2 separate regions of the Hordeum vulgare genome follow, and region 1 is linked to region 2. A link is a contact called in public Hi-C data. All regions are on one chromosome and are shown on one strand. The core of a region is the stretch at or near the end of the contact, and the rest is flanking DNA. Distances in the headings are between cores, read along the strand shown. Region 1 has its middle 79 kb from the start of LOC123403643. Region 2 has its middle 130 kb from the start of LOC123405675.

Region 1 (4,151 bases), core at 940-3,439, 81 kb after region 2:
GATTCGCTAACATTTTTTAGTTCACTAATTGTTTCAGTTCATGAACAATTTTGAAATATAAGATATTTTTAAATTCGTGAAAATTTCTTGAAATATCTGTGAACACTTTCTTAATTTATAACTATTTTAGAATTACTGTATATTTTCTTAAGTCGTGATTTTGTTCAAATTGATGAACATTTAGTGAATTGATGAACAATTTTGGAATTCATACAAATTTTTCTGAATTCACGAACTTTAATCTAAAAGCACAAGATTTTTCTGAATTCGTGATTTATTTTCAAAAAATGTGAACATTTTTGTCAAACTCACAATTGTCTTATTGATTTTGTAGTTTTCTGAATATTTGAAAATTTTATAAGATTTAAACAGAACCTACTGAGTTTTAAAAAAAGTGTTGTGAAAAAGCAGGAAAAGGGGTACTGCCGTTCTGTTGATAATCGCTGAGAGGAGATGGCAGAAAGAATTTATTTATAGTATTTTATATTATATCGAGCTTGACAAATTCATATTGCGAAAACATAAGATCTTGCTAAAAATACTGAATAAAGCCTGATTTGACATGGTTTCCAAGTAAACTTGCAATTCTTCGCAAACATATACGACCATGCAAATCGTTCACAATTTATATGCTTCCCACCTGAGGTTTGTTAGTTAAGTCGCTCCCAACAACAAAAAAGGGGGTGTTCTCTATTTAGCGCTGCAAGAGCCCATTTGTGTGCATTTTGCAAACTGCCGCCTGCAGCGTCCCATGTTGGGCCGGCCGATTTCTATATTTTCCTATGTTTTCAGAAACGTAAGATAATGTACGGGGACAGGTTGGAACACGCGACAACTTTGTTGCTAGGCCTACGATCGAACCATCAGGCTTTGAATAATTTCGCTTTGACCCTGCTAGTGCAAAGATATTTCGCTTTGTTCTTTTTATAATTCACTAGCAAAAGGGCCTATGCGTTGCAACGGGAGAAAGAAATACCACAAAGGCACACGCTCTTAATTTATAAAAAATGTCTATAATTTGAGAATTTATAGTTATGATATAAATAAAGATGGTCTTATCCTACAAAAATGCATTTTAAAATTTCACAGGTCTTCTATTTTAACACGGCTTGCATGTAGATTTAATACGTACAAAGAATCAGTCAAGTGACCTTCAGTTTCATCTCTAATCCTAATTTTATTGACGTGTTCATCCCCAACCCGGATGAGTACCGGTATGAAAGAAAGACGAATAATGACTTATTTATTAAGATTGCACCCTAGATAGTATTTTTATTAAACGTTTAACAGATAAAATAATATTATATTTAAATTCTACATATTTTTCTAATCAAATTCCATGTATAATATGTTAAATTTGGAGTTACGGTTTAAAAGATATGAGTATTTAGAAAATATTTAATATATACTACGAGTTTAATGTCATAAATAGTAAGGGTTTTTTTGTAAAATCACCTCGGTGGGTTTTTCGACGGAAGCGATAGCCTCTTTATTATTATTAGGTAAAGATTCCACCGTTCGGTTTGTTCTTTTTTCTTATCCTTTTTAGTTTCTTCTTTTTTGTTTTCTTTAATGCGTGGATTTTATTCAAATTCATGAATCTTTCTTTGTTAACTAACGTAATTTTTAAAATTAGATGATATGTTTTTCAAATCGGAAGAACTTTTATCAGTTTGATAGACTTTATTTCAAAATCTATGAACTTTTTTTCAAGTTCGTTGAATTTTCTTCACAATTGACGAACTTTTTTTAGAAAATTCGTGAACTTTTATGAAAATTGATGATTTTTTTCAAAACCAAGGTCCTATTTTTCAAAATTGATGTTTTTTTCAAATTTAATGAAAATTTTCAAATTCTATGATTTTTTTTCAAATTTGATGATTTGTTTTTTGAAAATTGATGAACTATTTTCAAATTTGATAAATGTTTTTGAAAAATCACTTTACTTTTAGCAAAATTGATGAACCTTTTTTTAAATATGATAAACGTTTTAAATTTTTCTTTTCAAAATGTATGAACATTTTTTAAATTTGATAAACTTTTTTGTAAAATTAAGGAACCTTTCTTTAAATCTTTGAAAAAAATTCATGGTCAGCAGCAGGGCGCCAAGTGCTGTTTCATGGGCAGGGCCTGCGCTGGGCGCTGCAGACACCAGGCACGCGAACGGGCGTCTGCGGCGGCGTATAGGAGCTCCCAAAAAGAGGGACAATTCTATTAGACGCTCTCTGCGTTAAAATGTCGATCAAACGCACAGGAGAGGGAGTGGTCGTTTCAGATTGGCCTGGCCTATTAGAGCCTTAACTGACCCCGGTTTTGGGAATTGCTTGAGGTTCCCAACCAATTTTTCGGTTTTGGAAAACTTTAAGGTTCCCAGAATCGGGTTTTCTTTTGAATTTTTCTTTCTTCTTTTTTTCTTTTCATTTTAAATGTTATTCTGGATTTTCGAAAAAATTTCCAAAAATATTTTTGCTTTCTAAAAATTATTTTGTATTTTGAAAACATGTTCTGCATTTTCAAAATATGTTCTGGATTTCAAAAAGTTATCATAATTATCAAGAAATGTTCAGGATTATCCAAAAATGTTCTCAATTATCACAAAAATGCGGGATTTTCAAAATATGTTGGTATTTTCAGAAAGATTCTAAAATTTCTATTTCTTATGCTTTTTAGAAAAAAGTTCTGGAATTCTTTTCAAAATCTGAAATTTCAAAAAACTTTCTGGGTTTAAAAAATATGTTCTATATATTCAGAAATTATTTGGGATTTTAAAATCAAATTCTAAAAAATGTTATTGCTTTTTAGTTTTTTTCCGGATTTAAAGAAAACGTTATGGATTTTCAAAAAATGTGAGGGATTTTCAGAAATCGTTCTTCAAATTCGAGAAATATTTTTTTGCTTTTTTAGATAACGTTCTAGATTACTAAAAAATGTTCTAGACTTTTAAAAAAAATTCAGAATTTTCACAAATTGTTCTACAAGTTCGAAAAAGGTTTTGGTTTTGAATAAAATGTTCTGAATTTGCAAAAAATGTCTTGGATTTTCAAATATTGTTTTTCAATTTCGAGAAATGCTTTTTATTTTTAAAGAAGTATTCTAAATTTTAAATATTTGTCTTTTTTCGAAAACTTTCATAACTTTCAGAAAAAATTGGGAGTTTCAAAAGATGTTAGGTATTTTAAGAAAAATGTTCGGTATTTTAAAATAATGTTCGAAATATCAAAAATTTGTTCAATTTTATAACTAAGTTCATGTTCTTAAATTTCGAAAATATTTCTTGCTTCTTAAAAATGTTCAAATTTCAAAACTTTGTTCACAAATTAAAAAAAGTGCTGTGGCATTTCAAAAAAATATAATTTCGAAAAATGGTTTTGCTTCAAATTCGAAAAGAAAAGAAAAAAGTGCCGAAAAAGAAAAAAGAAAGGAAATAACAAGAAAAGGAAAAAAAACCAAAAAAAGGAAAAAATTTAGTTATCAGACTTTTGTGAGATCAAAAAATGGGTCGGCCTAGTCGGGGCGACCACCATGTGCGTGCAAGGAACTTCCTGCGGCAACGAAGCAGCAGGTAGGAGCTCCCCGAAAAAGGGGCAGTGTTATGTCTTGCGTTCACCGAGTCGAGGCTTCCGACTCGCTTAAGGGCGCGAGGATATGGGCTGGCCTAGGTTCGCAGGTACTACATTGCCTCCTTTTCTTGTTTGTTCTTTTTCTTGTTTCTATTTCTATTTTTATTTTTTGTTTACACTTTCAAATAATCAAAACATATATATTAATGCCTCCGTTCCAATATAAGTGATTCAAAAATGACTCGATTTTATACTAATTTTAGTATAAAGTTGAGTCACTTTCGAGTCACATATTTTAGGATGAAGGGAGTAGAAAATAATATTTTGTATAATATTTACAAAAATTCAAATCATGCATTTAAAAAATGTTGAATGTGCATACAAAAAATTATTGGACAAGTATTTGAAAAAAGTTAAGCAAGTAATTGCAAAAATATTGTTCATGTATAAAAAAATGTTGACCAAGTATTAGAAAAATGATGAACAAGTATTTAAAAATGTTGAAAAGTTATTTTTAAAATTATTGATCATGTATAAAACAATGTTGAACATGTATGTGGAAAATGTTAAACAAGTATTTGAAACAATGTT
Region 2 (4,055 bases), core at 15-2,514:
AAGCAAAGGTTTTGGGCTCGGATTCTCGACAATTTATTTACTTATTTTTTGAAAATACGCGACAAAGATTTGTCAACTGCTGAATTTGCATCTGATCCGGCCACTGTAGTGCGGGCCAGGATGATCACGGGTCCGGCTAGCAACGCAGGCACGCAGCTGATCAAGCCGGCGCCAAGATTCAGGTCAAAACGCTGACCCTGACCTACGACTCTGCCCGTCGTTTGTTCTTCGTCATGTGCATCAGTCCTGTCTTCGTCGAGAGAGACAAGCACCCTGCCCCGTTGACCTAAACTATTCCCTCCGCTGACTGCTTCACTGCTCCGTACAGTTGCCATTCAAAGATGGTACTCCTACTACTGGTGTTCTCAAATCTCTCGTGTCTTTTTTCTCTCTCATGAAGTGTTCAAACACCTGATGAAGCTGACTTCAGTTCAGAGTTCGTGATGCACGATGGCTTTCAGGAGTTTTGACAAGGGCACAAGGTTCTCAGCAGGGGAAGATAACAATAATTCTAATTCAAAGCAGTGGTTCCTCTTAACAAAGTAATGTGCCCATTCAAACCAGACATTTGAGGCAAAAAAAATGATGAGACTGCACGCACTTATTGTGTTTGCTAGATCCAACATCCTGATTTCAAGGCCCTGTGGAAATGTGGAGCTCGCGCTAAAAACAGGGCCTTGGCAAAGTTGAGCTGCTGCTGCTGCTACTGCTGCTACATTGGTTGCTCGACTCCGGCGGACTAAGCTTTGTGAAGGCCCGGTCACCGGCCGACGCCAGCTCCCGCGCGCTGCCGATCAAGGACGCCGGCGGCGGCGGGGGAGCCGAGCCGAGGCTCAGCGCGGCAGAGGCCCGGTCCTGGCGGGGCGGTAGCAGCTGACGAGCGCGCCCAGCACGGCCCGGAACACCTTGCCCCTCTTGGGCACGTAGCGCGGGCGCGCGGCCCTGGCGGCGCCGGCGCCGCCCTTCCCTTTCCCGCCGAAGCAGCCCGCGATCGGCATGCCGCACATCTCACGGGCCACGCAGAGCAGGGCAGCGCGATCGCAGCGCCTGCTCGAATGGCGCCAAGGGTGTGGTGCTGGGGGATGGCTGATGAGGGTGAGGCCGCTTGCTGATGGAGTTGAGAAGCTTGTGGGGGCGTTGAGCTTTATTTATACCGGCGGGGGCGGGACGACTGGGTCGTCGTGGTGCTTTTCCTTTGTGTTCTCTGGGCGTGTGAGGCTCCGCCGCGGTCCGGGCCGGGGTGTCAGGCTCAGGCAGGCCGCATCGGGATCCGTGGACAGGTGGGCTGGCACGGGAGAGGGGAGAGGGGTCGACGCATCGGCATCGGCATCGGGGTCCGGGGTCGTCGTCCCCTGCTGACTTGGGAGCTGGCACTGACGGTGACGGGGATTGCCGCGTTTTCTCGCAAAAAGGTCAAGGGCTTGGAGGAAGTTTGAGTTGAGTGGATCAACGCCCGCTCGGCGGCGGGGCGGTCTCTCTCGCGAGCCGCGGACGCCTCGGCGCGAGCATGGTATGGCGGGGCCGGGTGTTAAACTTGCTTGGGCTGTGATGGATTGTTTTCCACAAATGGAATGTACGTAATATCGTGAAGATATCAATTAGGAGTACATATTGTCTTTGTATATTAATATAAGATGTCTAAAGACATCAAAGATACATACACCCAAAAATAAAAAAATAACAAAAAAATAAAAAACCTTGCGAGAGTGATCAGTTCCTAGCAACAACAACATTCTAATCACCACCGAAGACAATACTCAGCATACAAAAAAGGTTCTTCGAAAGCAACGCCTTCAAATAAGAAATAATGCGCAAGCGTTGTCGTTGCCCGATCGATGATCTTGAGTTTTCATCCTGAAGAAAGTCTGAATTCGTATAGAAACAATGTCCTTAACAAGGTCATTACCAAGTACAACCAATGGAAACCAGACCTTGAGTTTTCACCCTCGTACTCAAGACTCAGCTTCGACTCTAGTGCGCCTCTGGAGCTGCGCCCCCCTTCCAGCTCCTTTGGCTCGCCGACGTCCTTGCAGCTCCGGTCCCGACGGCCCGGATCTACGCTCCTCTCCGGATCTTGGCTTGCTTGGGTCTTCGGTCACCGTCTCACCCCTATCTCCTTCTGCCCGGCTGCCCAACCCCGTCCACCTTCGTGTTTCGTCTGCCCTTCAGCATGTTCGCTCGCTCATTCTTTTGGCAACGTCTTATGCCTCCTTCGAGGGCAGACATTTGCTCCCCTTCTTGCGATGGCGATTCCGGCCTCCGACCCGAGTTCCTCCTCATGAACCACTGCTCCGACGGCTTGGGATTGCTCAGACTCGGCCAGGGCGAAATCCTTGCTCGACCTTTCGATGCTCGCAGCGGCGACACTCGCGGGTGGCGTTCCCTTCTTGGAGGCGCTGCCATGCCACTTTGTGTGCCCCTCTTCGAGCATCAGGGGAAACCCTAGATCCCACGGATCAGATGGCGATGGCGCCCCGGCGTCGTTCCCCTTCTTGAAGGCGTCGTCTTGTATGGTCGTGGTGTCCTCGGCGGTAGTTTCGATTATGTTGTTTGGTTGGGTTGTGTCCCAGGGTGGCGAGATTAGTCGTGTTTCTCTTCTATTTGGGCTGAGCATCCCATGTCTCTATGTTTCGGTAGCCATGTTCACGTCGTGTGCGTTTGTGTCATGCGTTGTACCACCTGTGTATTCACTCTTAACTTCTTCTATAGATGGAATGATACGTGAGCTTTGCGTATTCACGAAAATAAAGACCCGGTACTCCAAGAGCATCATCAAAATTGTATACCTCCAGTGTTGCCAACCCCACTTGTCGAGGCCGCTGTTGCAAGTCATCAAACATCTTGTACATAGTCTTCATCGCATCCACTACACCTTTCCGCCAACACTTCAAGACCTTCAATCACAGCCGCCATGACTTTCTCCACCTCTATCAAAGTCCAGGGAATCTTGACTTATACATGTCCCATGACTCAAAGCAAAGCTTCGTGTCGCACCCTCTTGAAGCCTTATTGGCTGATAATATGAACACGCGTGGCCGGAGCCTTTCCAATCTAAATTTCAGGGGCGACGTACGTCAATCCATATACATCTCTCACGGTTAAGACCGGAACTTATTAGTGGCCAGATCAAAGAGGTCGACGTCCGATAGTAGACAACATGGCGGAAGAAGATCGCTAGGGCAAAACCGCCACATCACCAAGCGCATCCACGCCCTGGCCAGTGCACAACCAAGGGCGACGCCACCACTCTCCCGCCAGGCCGCCATCCATCCCAACCCAACTATCGCCGTCCCAGATTGGATCTGAGCATACCAGCCATGAAGGCCAAAGCCCACTCCATGGGCTCACCAGAGTCGACACACACTGGGATTGAACCGGCTCACTCGGTGAGATTCCAAGGTTGGGGAGGCAGGTCGAGCCAGTGGCAGCGTAGATCGAACCGACGCGGCAAAGTGATATCCGAAGAGCCCGTGCGTGAGAGGTCGAGAAGGAGAGAATAGTGGCGGCACTCGAAGGATTTCTCCCGTGCGTGGAAGCCACACTAGGGCTGCTGCTCTAGCGCTTGTGGCTAGCTGCGTGCGCTGGTTGGGCTGGCCGGTGCGCTGGCCTGGCCAACAGCTTTCTTTTTTAAATTCGTTTTTTAATAGAAAAACAAAGGGACAAAAACATATACTAAATAAAAAAATACAGGGTATTATATATCAAAAAGATCGAAAAAATAATTCCTACAACGCGAATATTTTTTTAGACATAAGATAAAAACTTTTTTAATTTTTTTTCAAATAAAATCAAATTTGACCTTCAAATAAATTGGCACTATTTTTCTTTTGACTTTTGGGGTGTCATGTTATCTCCTCTCCTACTTGTTGGACAAGGTATTTTGTCAGGGATTTGGGAATGAAATTCACGTGCCAATAAAAATGAAATCAAAACCAAATGAAAATTCAATTGCCACATTCATTTCAATCAAAATGCATAGATGCTTAGCTATAATTGTAAAATATTGCAAATTGAAAATTTGGGATGTTACACTATTATAGGTGTTGCGCTACCTT

Evidence for each region. A called contact is a pair of places that touch in the nucleus more often than the background predicts.
Region 1: a contact with region 2 is called in a Hi-C map of leaf, with 4 times the contacts expected there. The contact joins two enhancer-like sites. A contact is called at or near these places in 4 of 6 Hi-C or Micro-C datasets (leaf and seedling).

Annotation. Positions count from the first base shown.
Region 1 is chr6H:496,515,037-496,519,187 of MorexV3_pseudomolecules_assembly, forward strand. No RefSeq gene overlaps it. Among protein-coding and RNA genes, the nearest start is that of LOC123403643, 79 kb to the right of the region's middle. Within about 2 kb of position 2,190, at least 2 of the 3 cell types and tissues checked have open chromatin away from gene starts, as enhancers often do. A contact at or near this core is called in leaf, where this site is marked.
Region 2 is chr6H:496,434,892-496,438,946 of MorexV3_pseudomolecules_assembly, forward strand. No RefSeq gene overlaps it. Among protein-coding and RNA genes, the nearest start is that of LOC123405675, 130 kb to the left of the region's middle. Within about 2 kb of position 1,265, at least 3 of the 3 cell types and tissues checked have open chromatin away from gene starts, as enhancers often do. A contact at or near this core is called in leaf, where this site is marked.